2 separate regions of the Macaca mulatta genome follow, and region 2 is linked to region 1. The links are chromatin contacts, called in public Micro-C maps. All regions are on one chromosome and are shown on one strand. The core of a region is the stretch at or near the end of the contact, and the rest is flanking DNA. Distances in the headings are between cores, read along the strand shown.

The links. Hi-C and Micro-C count contacts between places; a contact is called where the count stands out from the background.
Region 2: a Micro-C map of CD4 T cells shows a contact between it and region 1, with 19 times the contacts expected there. The contact joins the enhancer-like site here to the promoter of ZFP36L2 in region 1. A contact is called at or near these places in 5 of 14 Hi-C or Micro-C datasets (CD4 T cells, blood, fibroblasts and 1 more).

The regions. Positions count from the first base shown.
Region 1 is chr13:81,605,902-81,609,797 of T2T-MMU8v2.0, reverse strand. ZFP36L2 (ZFP36 ring finger protein like 2) reads right to left here and starts at 1,322. Exons shown (of 2, transcript XM_015112244.3): 1 at 982-1,322; 2 at 1-469. The coding sequence starts at 1,032.
Region 2 is chr13:81,699,047-81,702,727 of T2T-MMU8v2.0, reverse strand. All of the region lies in intron 2 of LOC106992921, which reads right to left. Among named protein-coding and RNA genes, the nearest start is that of ZFP36L2, 92 kb to the right of the region's middle. Within about 2 kb of position 1,822, at least 10 of the 40 cell types and tissues checked have an H3K27ac peak or open chromatin away from gene starts, as enhancers often do. A contact at or near this core is called in CD4 T cells, where this site is marked.

The DNA.
Region 1 (3,896 bases), core at 73-2,572:
ACTTCTCGCCGTACTTGCACGTGCCGCTCTCCTCGAAGGGCCGGCACAGCTCGGTCTTGTAGCGCGTGGAGTTGATCTGTGAGCCGCCGCCCCCCTTCTGCTGCTGCTGCAGGTGCAGGAGGTGCTGGCTGCGGTCGCCGTTCTCGCTGAACGAGCGGTCCCGGAATTTGTTCTCCTTGTTGAGCAGGGCTGTGCCGCCGCCCCCCGACGGCTCCTTAAGGGTGCCGTAGGAGGTCGGGCCGCCGGCCGCCGCGCTGCCACAGCTGCTGCCGTTAGCGGCGCCCGGGAACTTGGGCGAGCAGCTGCCGGGGCTGGGCGCGGGGTGGGCGAGTGCGTGCAGGTTGCTGGCCGAGTGCCGTCGGAGGAAGCCTGGCGCGAAGCCGGAGCTGGGGGCGGCGGCCACGGGCGTCCCCACCGCCTTCTTGTCCAGCATGTTGTTCAAGTTGAGGTTGGCCAGGGATTTCTCCGTCTGCCAAAGGAAGGGGAGCGTGGAAGGGATGAAAAACGGAAGGGGAAGGCAGACTCGGGTCGAGCCACAGAGAAACTCCCAGCCTGATTCTTTTCCTCTTTTTCCCCCACTCTTGGCGGATCCCGACTCGGCCTCCACCCTCCACCCATACACACGCAAAAGCAGCAAGATCTTGCTGGAGGGAGCGGGAGAGGGGAGGACGCCCACCGCGGGCCGCGCTGGGTTTCGACACGTGATCCTCCGCCCCGGCCGCCGAGGTGGGCGGCGCGAATCCCGTCCGGGAAGCCCCGGGCAGCGTGGCCGCGGTCGGCAGCGGAGAAACTCAACCGCGACACCAGCGCCCTCCCTGCCGCCCCCTCCTCCTCCAGGGCGCTCGCACACACTTTTGCAAACCCCGGGATTTTCCCGACCCGAAAGGCAGGGCGGGAGGGGCGTCCCCCAGGGCCAGGGGACAGAGGCAAAGTCCAAGAACTGGAACGGCTGCTGCCGGCCCGGCCCGCTCCCCGGCGTACCTTGCACAAGAAGTCGACATCGTAGAACGCGGACAAAAGTGTGGTCGACATGTTTCTGGATCCCGCAGTGGCCGGAGCGACAGGCCGGGAGGTCGGGAGGAGCCCTCGGGGTGGCGTGGCCGGGCTTGAGCCACGACGAATAACGGGCGAGGGGCGGGGAGGGGCCGAAAGTTTGCCGGGGGGCGAGAGGAGAGGGCGAGGGCAGCGGCGCGGGCCGGCGGGAGGGTCCGGCGGAGTGCGGCAGGGGGGAAGGAGAGAAGCGAGGAGCGCTCCTCCGCGCCCCGGGGTGCCCGGCCCGCCCCCCCCGCGGAGCCGACGGCAGCTCGCGGACTGCTGGAACTCTGCAGCCCGCGAGCGCGCGCCCTATATAGAGCCCGGGAGTGCGGCTGCGGCGGGGCGGGCGCGCCGGGGGAGGGGACAGAACTGGGCCCCCGCCGGAGTCTCCAGGCAACGCCGCCCGCCAGCTCGCGAACGTCAGGCGCCTTCTCGGCCTCCCATTGGCCGCCGCCAATTTTTTTTCTCTGGGGAAGGGGGCGGGAGGCCTCGGGGCGGGGCCAGCGACCCGGGCGCCCGGTGCGGCGTGTAGCTTTCGGCCCCGGTGGGTGCCGCCGGGTGGCGGCGGGAAGGCACGGCTTTCCTTTTCTGGCACTGCGCGGTCGGAGAGCCCCGGTACATTTAGCGTGGCCGGGATTCTGCAGTCCTGGACGTGTCTTTCCCTGCCCTGTTCGCCGAGGCGGACCTGTGGAGCTTTTAGTTCCCACCTTTGGTTTTGTGCTGGGCGCGGGAATTGCAAAATGCCAGAATATCGCAACCATCCGCGCGGCCCGGCGGGTTTGCAAAGGGTGCTTCGGCCAGGAGGCGGGGGCTCGGGGACTGCGTCCTGTCGGTGGCAGCTCCAGCCCGACTGCACGTGGAGTCGCGGTGGGGGTGGGGGTGGGGGTGGTGGTGGCCACGCGGGCGGCCGCCGCGGCAGTCTTGCCGGTGGAGCCCGGGCTCGTTTCTCCGCCCCCTCCCCGCCCAGGCTCAGTAAACAGGGCTTGAGCGCCGGGGCCTGCCGGGCAGGGCTGAGTGTCTGAGGACAAGGCGCTGGCTTTGCTAATCACATCACAAGACCTTGAGCCAGGGCCAAAGGCGCGGAGTGGCGCGGGACGTCCCGGGCGGGGGAGCTGACTCTGAGGACAGGAGGAAAGGCCGGGAGAGCCGTGCGGGCTTGAAGGCGACTTAGCGCCACCCTTTCCGTCTGCTGGTCGGCCCGGCCTCCCCCAGCCCTCGGGCTGGGGGCGCAGCTGCCCGCCGAGGCTCCCCGCCCGGCACAGCCTGGGCCTGTTGCGTCCTCTCGGCTCTTCTCTCCCCGGCCGTAGGGGCGCCGCGCCCAGCCTTAGCTCGATGAGGGCGGCAGGATCCGGCTGAGACCAACCCGCGGCCCAGGTGGGGCTGCACAGACGCTGTTGGTGGGCGCGCCCCCCCTGTTTTCCCTCTCCCGCCAGCCCCACACCCCAACAGCTTGCGCTGGAAAATGCGCTTTGCCAGCGGGCGCCCCGCCTTCGTCCGGGTACGGAGCAGACACCCCCACCTAGCGCCCAGTGAGGCTAAAGCCGCTGACAGCCCCACTAGGAACGATCTGGAGTCTGGTCTAGGGCACTTCTCGCTCCGCGCTCATACAGGTTGCCAAAAAGCTTGGACCTGAAGCTGGAAGGTCCAGGACCCGCTGGGGAAAGAACTAGGCCTGCCACTCAGGGATTCGAGTTCCTGGAGTGTAGCCTGCATTTCCCACTACTGTACTCCCCTCACAGCCCAGGGAGCCAGAGTCCAGGGTAAGGATCAGGAATGCTGGGCTGGAGTTCAGGCCCTGCCCCATAGAAATCATGTGGTCTTAGGCAAATCACATCATCTCTTTGGTACTTGGGTTTCCTTGTAAAACGAAGGTAATATTCCTGCTTTATTCATCTCTCACCTTTGTCAAGGTGCAAATGGTATCTGTGAAGGTGTTTAAAAGACAAACAAGAACTAAACCATCTTTATGTATTAAACCAAATTGACAAAGCATAAGGGTGGAGAAAGCCAGGCTTCTGAACTATGGCCAGATGGACAGAGAGCCACAGACTCATGAGTGCAGAGCTGTGGGGGTACCCAAGTCCTGGACCCTAGGACTCAGAGCCAAGAGTAGGTGACCTCAGAGGGACCAGTTTCACTTTTAGCACCTACCCTACACTGATCCCTTGATATACCTGGGCAACTGTGGTCTGGTTTGTTCTTTGGTGAGATGACCCCAAACATCTCACCAAACGGTGTGAAACAGCCACTTCCCTAGGCACTTTTATTAGGTTAGTAACAAGATTTCAGATACAGAACCAATGGAAACATCTGTTTGAATCAACGTCCAAATCTGGGGTGAGTCCCAGTCAAGAGCTGTGAGAACACCCACTTTGCAGATTAGGATTCTGGAGATAACATGTGGACATATTATGGGACATGCTGTGTACAGAGTACCTGCTAGTATAAAATGTATAATGTAGCTGCTTTTATTTCATTTTAAATGGAGGAAAAAAGAAGTGCTGGCCATTTCCATTGAGCTGGGCTTTGTTGGGCCAGTTTCATAATTCTTCTTCTGTGGTTATCACCACATTTATGTTACCAAGTCCCTCACGTCTCACCAGCTAGGTCTTAGAACAAAAAGTGTTAGGTTGGCAACTTTCCCTCAGGTGTGGGCTACACAGCTGCCTAACTAGGTAATTAATTCAGGATCACAGAAACCACATTTGGGGCCGAGTGGTTGCAAAACCACCCAGGGAATTTCCTGTTCTCTTTAGGACAAAACTTTGGACACTGAGTTGACTTCTTTCCTGCCTCTTACAAAGCCCCTTTCCTATACTTCCAGTATGGCTGCTTTTTTGTTCTTAAATTCCTTTCTTTTA
Region 2 (3,681 bases), core at 573-3,072, 92 kb before region 1:
GGGTGTGCAGTGAGAAGGTGCCGGTAAACGGCTTCCACTGAAGGAGCCTGGAGAAGGCAATGCTGACCCCAAGACACAAAGCTCGGGTGGCTGTCCAGGTCTGCAGTGGCAGGGCCCAGGCAGCTGGCCCAGGCTGGGACCCTACCTCTACCCACCCCGGGCCGGTGCACTCCCCACTGACAGCAGCTGGTGGGGCAGGCAGGGAGCTGCAGTGGGGCCCCCAAGAACTGTCACTCCGCGGCCTAGCTTTCAACTTCCTTTGGGGCCCAAGCCACTCAGTTCAACACCTCTTCCTTCCTCCTTCACTCAGGCTGTTTGTAGTGAGGGCCAGCCACCCTCAGACTCCAGCCATGGTGCTCCCTCTCAGCTCCAAGAGCCCAAGGCAAGGAGGTGGAAGGTTAATCAGAGTCCACCCTGGTCAACACGTCTTTCCCAACGCCTGATGTGAGTTTAGGCACTTAGACCCTGCCAGGCACCCAGAGGAACATGCAGGTGCTCAGCAGGTGCAGGGTGCGGGCAATAATACCAACAGCAGTAATAATAACTAGCCTTGCTGCCACGGGCCAGGCACTTTCCATCTAAGACCTCGCTTGATGTGAATCCTGAGATGTGGGCGTTTTTTATCCCCTTTCATACTTGAGGAAACCGAGGCTCCAGGAAGTATGGGTTGTGGGGTGTTGGCGGCAGGGTTCCTGAGCCTACTTCCTGCAGGAAAGGAGCCTTGCAAGGCACAAGGGATCTGGAGAAGCAGAAGTGGAAAGACTTGGGTGGACGGACCAGTCTGAGACTGGGGAAGGGCCTTGCAGGGAATTCCTGTCCCACAGATGCCTGCAGGCCCCAGTGTGGGGCCCCTAGCCCCACCACCCCAGCCCAGCCCGCAGCTGCTGTGTCACAACCCCTAGAGTGGCTTGGGACTCTGAGTCTCCAACAAGCTCCCAGGTGACCTGGAAGCAGCTGGCTCAGTCTGGGAGGCCAGAGCTGGGCTGCAAAACCCTGACAAGGCCATTTCTCGGCCCTCCTGACTTTGAGGCAGGAAATGATCATCATGGCAGCTAATATTAATGGACAGCTTTCCTGCACAGTAGATGTTGTGCTAAGCACTTTGCATGTATGAACCTACTTAACTCTCACAACAGTTCTGCAAGGGAGAGAACCTGGGCACAGAGGCTAAGTGACTTGCCAGTCCTACAGAGCTGGCATTGAACCTGGACATCTGGCTCAAGGCCACACTCATCTCCTCACAAAGCAGGATGCCTGGGGTGGAGAAGGCCGCAGGGCAGGGTCTCGAGCACTGGGTCCGAGTGCGGGGCTGGAGCTGGCAGCAGCAGGTTTCTGAGCAGGGAACCAGCATGCTCCCCAGGACTGGCCACATGGTGTGTGCATGAGGGAGCCCTGGGCAGACAAGCTCGACACCACTAAGGGCTGAATGTGGAACCCGTCCCACAGGGATGTGGTTTTGACATGAGAAGGCAAAAGAAATAACGCTTCCCTCAAAGGAAAGAACTGACAAAGCTGGGCGCCCATGCGTCGGACACAAATACTAAAGGTGGAAGTTCAGACACTAGGAAGGGTGCCTGCAGCCACTTCCTCTGCCCCCACCCCCACCCCGTTCCCCTGCAGCAAGGCCTAGTACAGATAGGTGCACAGCTCCTGGGCCTGAGGTCTAAGGACAGCCAGCCTGGGGGACCACCTGTCTGTTCACATGTGTGTGCAAGACGCTCAGGGAGGAAAGGCCTCTGTGTGCTTGCTTGCAGGGGGTGCCTGTCCCCACCCCAGCCTGCTGCTGCAGCCGAAGAGGACAGACACCCTGACGCTAATCTGTACCTCTGGGGCCTCAAAACCACAGCCACGTCAGCTGCGCGTGCAGATGGACTAGGTGGGAGGTGGGGCCACGTATGCAGCGAACGCAGGTGTGCGCCAACATGCGTGTGCAGGGCGGACATGCCCCCACGCCCCCGGGAGGAGGACAAGTGGGGTGGGTGGTCTAGAGATCCAGTGGCCGCCTGGCCCCTCTCCTTCCCCTGCCCCCACCTCCCCTCTGAGGAGCAGCCATGGCTTTGAGGACCCCCCTTCTTCCCTCAAGCTTCTCTCTGCTGTCAGCTCCAGTGCCAGCGACAACCTAAGTAAATGTCTATAGAGCACCTAAAATGGCCTGGCAAGTTCTGGGCAGTGGGGAGACATCAGTGAGAAAAGTAAAGATTCCTGCCTTCCGCTGGGCGCGGTGGTTCATGCCTGTAATCCCAGAACTTTGGGAGACCGAGGCAGGCAGAGTACCTGAAGTCAGGAGTTCGAGACCAGCCTGGCCAACATGGTGAAACTCCATACCTACTAAAAATACAAAAATTAGCTGGGCGTCATGGCATCCGCCTGTAATCCCAGCTACTCAGGACGCTGCGGCAGAAGAATCCTTTGAACCTGGGAGGCGGAGCTTGGGGGGAGCCGAGATCGTGCCACTGCACTCCAGCCTGGGCGACAGAGCGAGACTCTGTCTCAAAAAAAAAAAAAAAAAAGATTCCTGCCCTTGTGGGGTCCACCTTTTGTTGGGGAGGCATAATAGACAGAATAAATACATTCCATTCTCTCTTTTTTTTTTTTTTTTTTTTTTTTGAGATAGGGTATCCCTCTGTGACCCAGGCTAGAGTGCAGTGGCGGGATCACAGCTCACTGCAGCCTCAAACTCTTGGGCTCAAGTGAACCCCCTACCTCAACCTCCTGAGTAGCTGGGACTACAGGTGTGTGCCACCAAGCCTGGCTAATTTTCTATTTCTTTTTTGTAAGGACAGGTCTCGCTATGTTGCCCAGGCTGGCCTCAAGGGATCCTCCTGCCTCATCTTCCCAAAGTGCTGGGATTACAGGTGTGAGCCACTGCGCCCAGCCTCACATTCTATAATCCTTATGTAGGCAGTGGGTTCTATGGAAAGAAAGAGGGGAAGCAGACAGGGCTGGGAGATGAGGAGTGCCCGTGGGTGCAGGGGTGTGCCCTCACTCAGGTCACCATAGTAAGCTGGGTGCTCCAGCGAGGCCCCATGAAGAGGCCAATATTTCAACAGGAGCTTGGAGAAGGAAGAGCCAAGCAGAGTCTGAGGGAGAACATTTCAGACAGAGGAAACAGCTAGAACAAAAGCCCTGAGGCAGGAGCCTGGCCAGGACTGAGGGAAGGGCAGGCGGTGGGGTGACAGACTAAACTGGCCATGTGCCTCCAGGATTTCCAGTGTGGTCCATGTGAGGATGACTTGGCTCATGGCTGAAATGATTCTCTAGTCTGTCAGGAAACTCAGGCTAACGGCAAAGGCCTGATTTCCAGTCGATTAAAGAGAAAGGACCCAGTAGTACCTGCAGGAGAGGCCACAGGGTTCACAGAGGAATTGGTGCTCTGGGAGGAAGAAGGGGAAAGAGAAGGAGAGGGGTTTACATCAGAAGGAGCCCTGCTTTGGGGCCCAGGCTGGGGGCCCCTAGAGGGTGCAGGGGAGGGAGCAAAGGATGGGACCAGCTACCCTGAGGCCCAAGGGTCTCTCTAGGGGGCCAAGTCTCTGTGTTCCCAGGACCCCCACGAGCCCACCCTGGGAGCTCACTGAGAGACTCCAGTGTAGAGTTCCATCCTGCTGCCTGGAGACTCAGCTGCTCCCCACAGGGAGGAAGGGAGCCCAGGACGCAGCCACCTCTGCGCACCTGCCTCTGCCT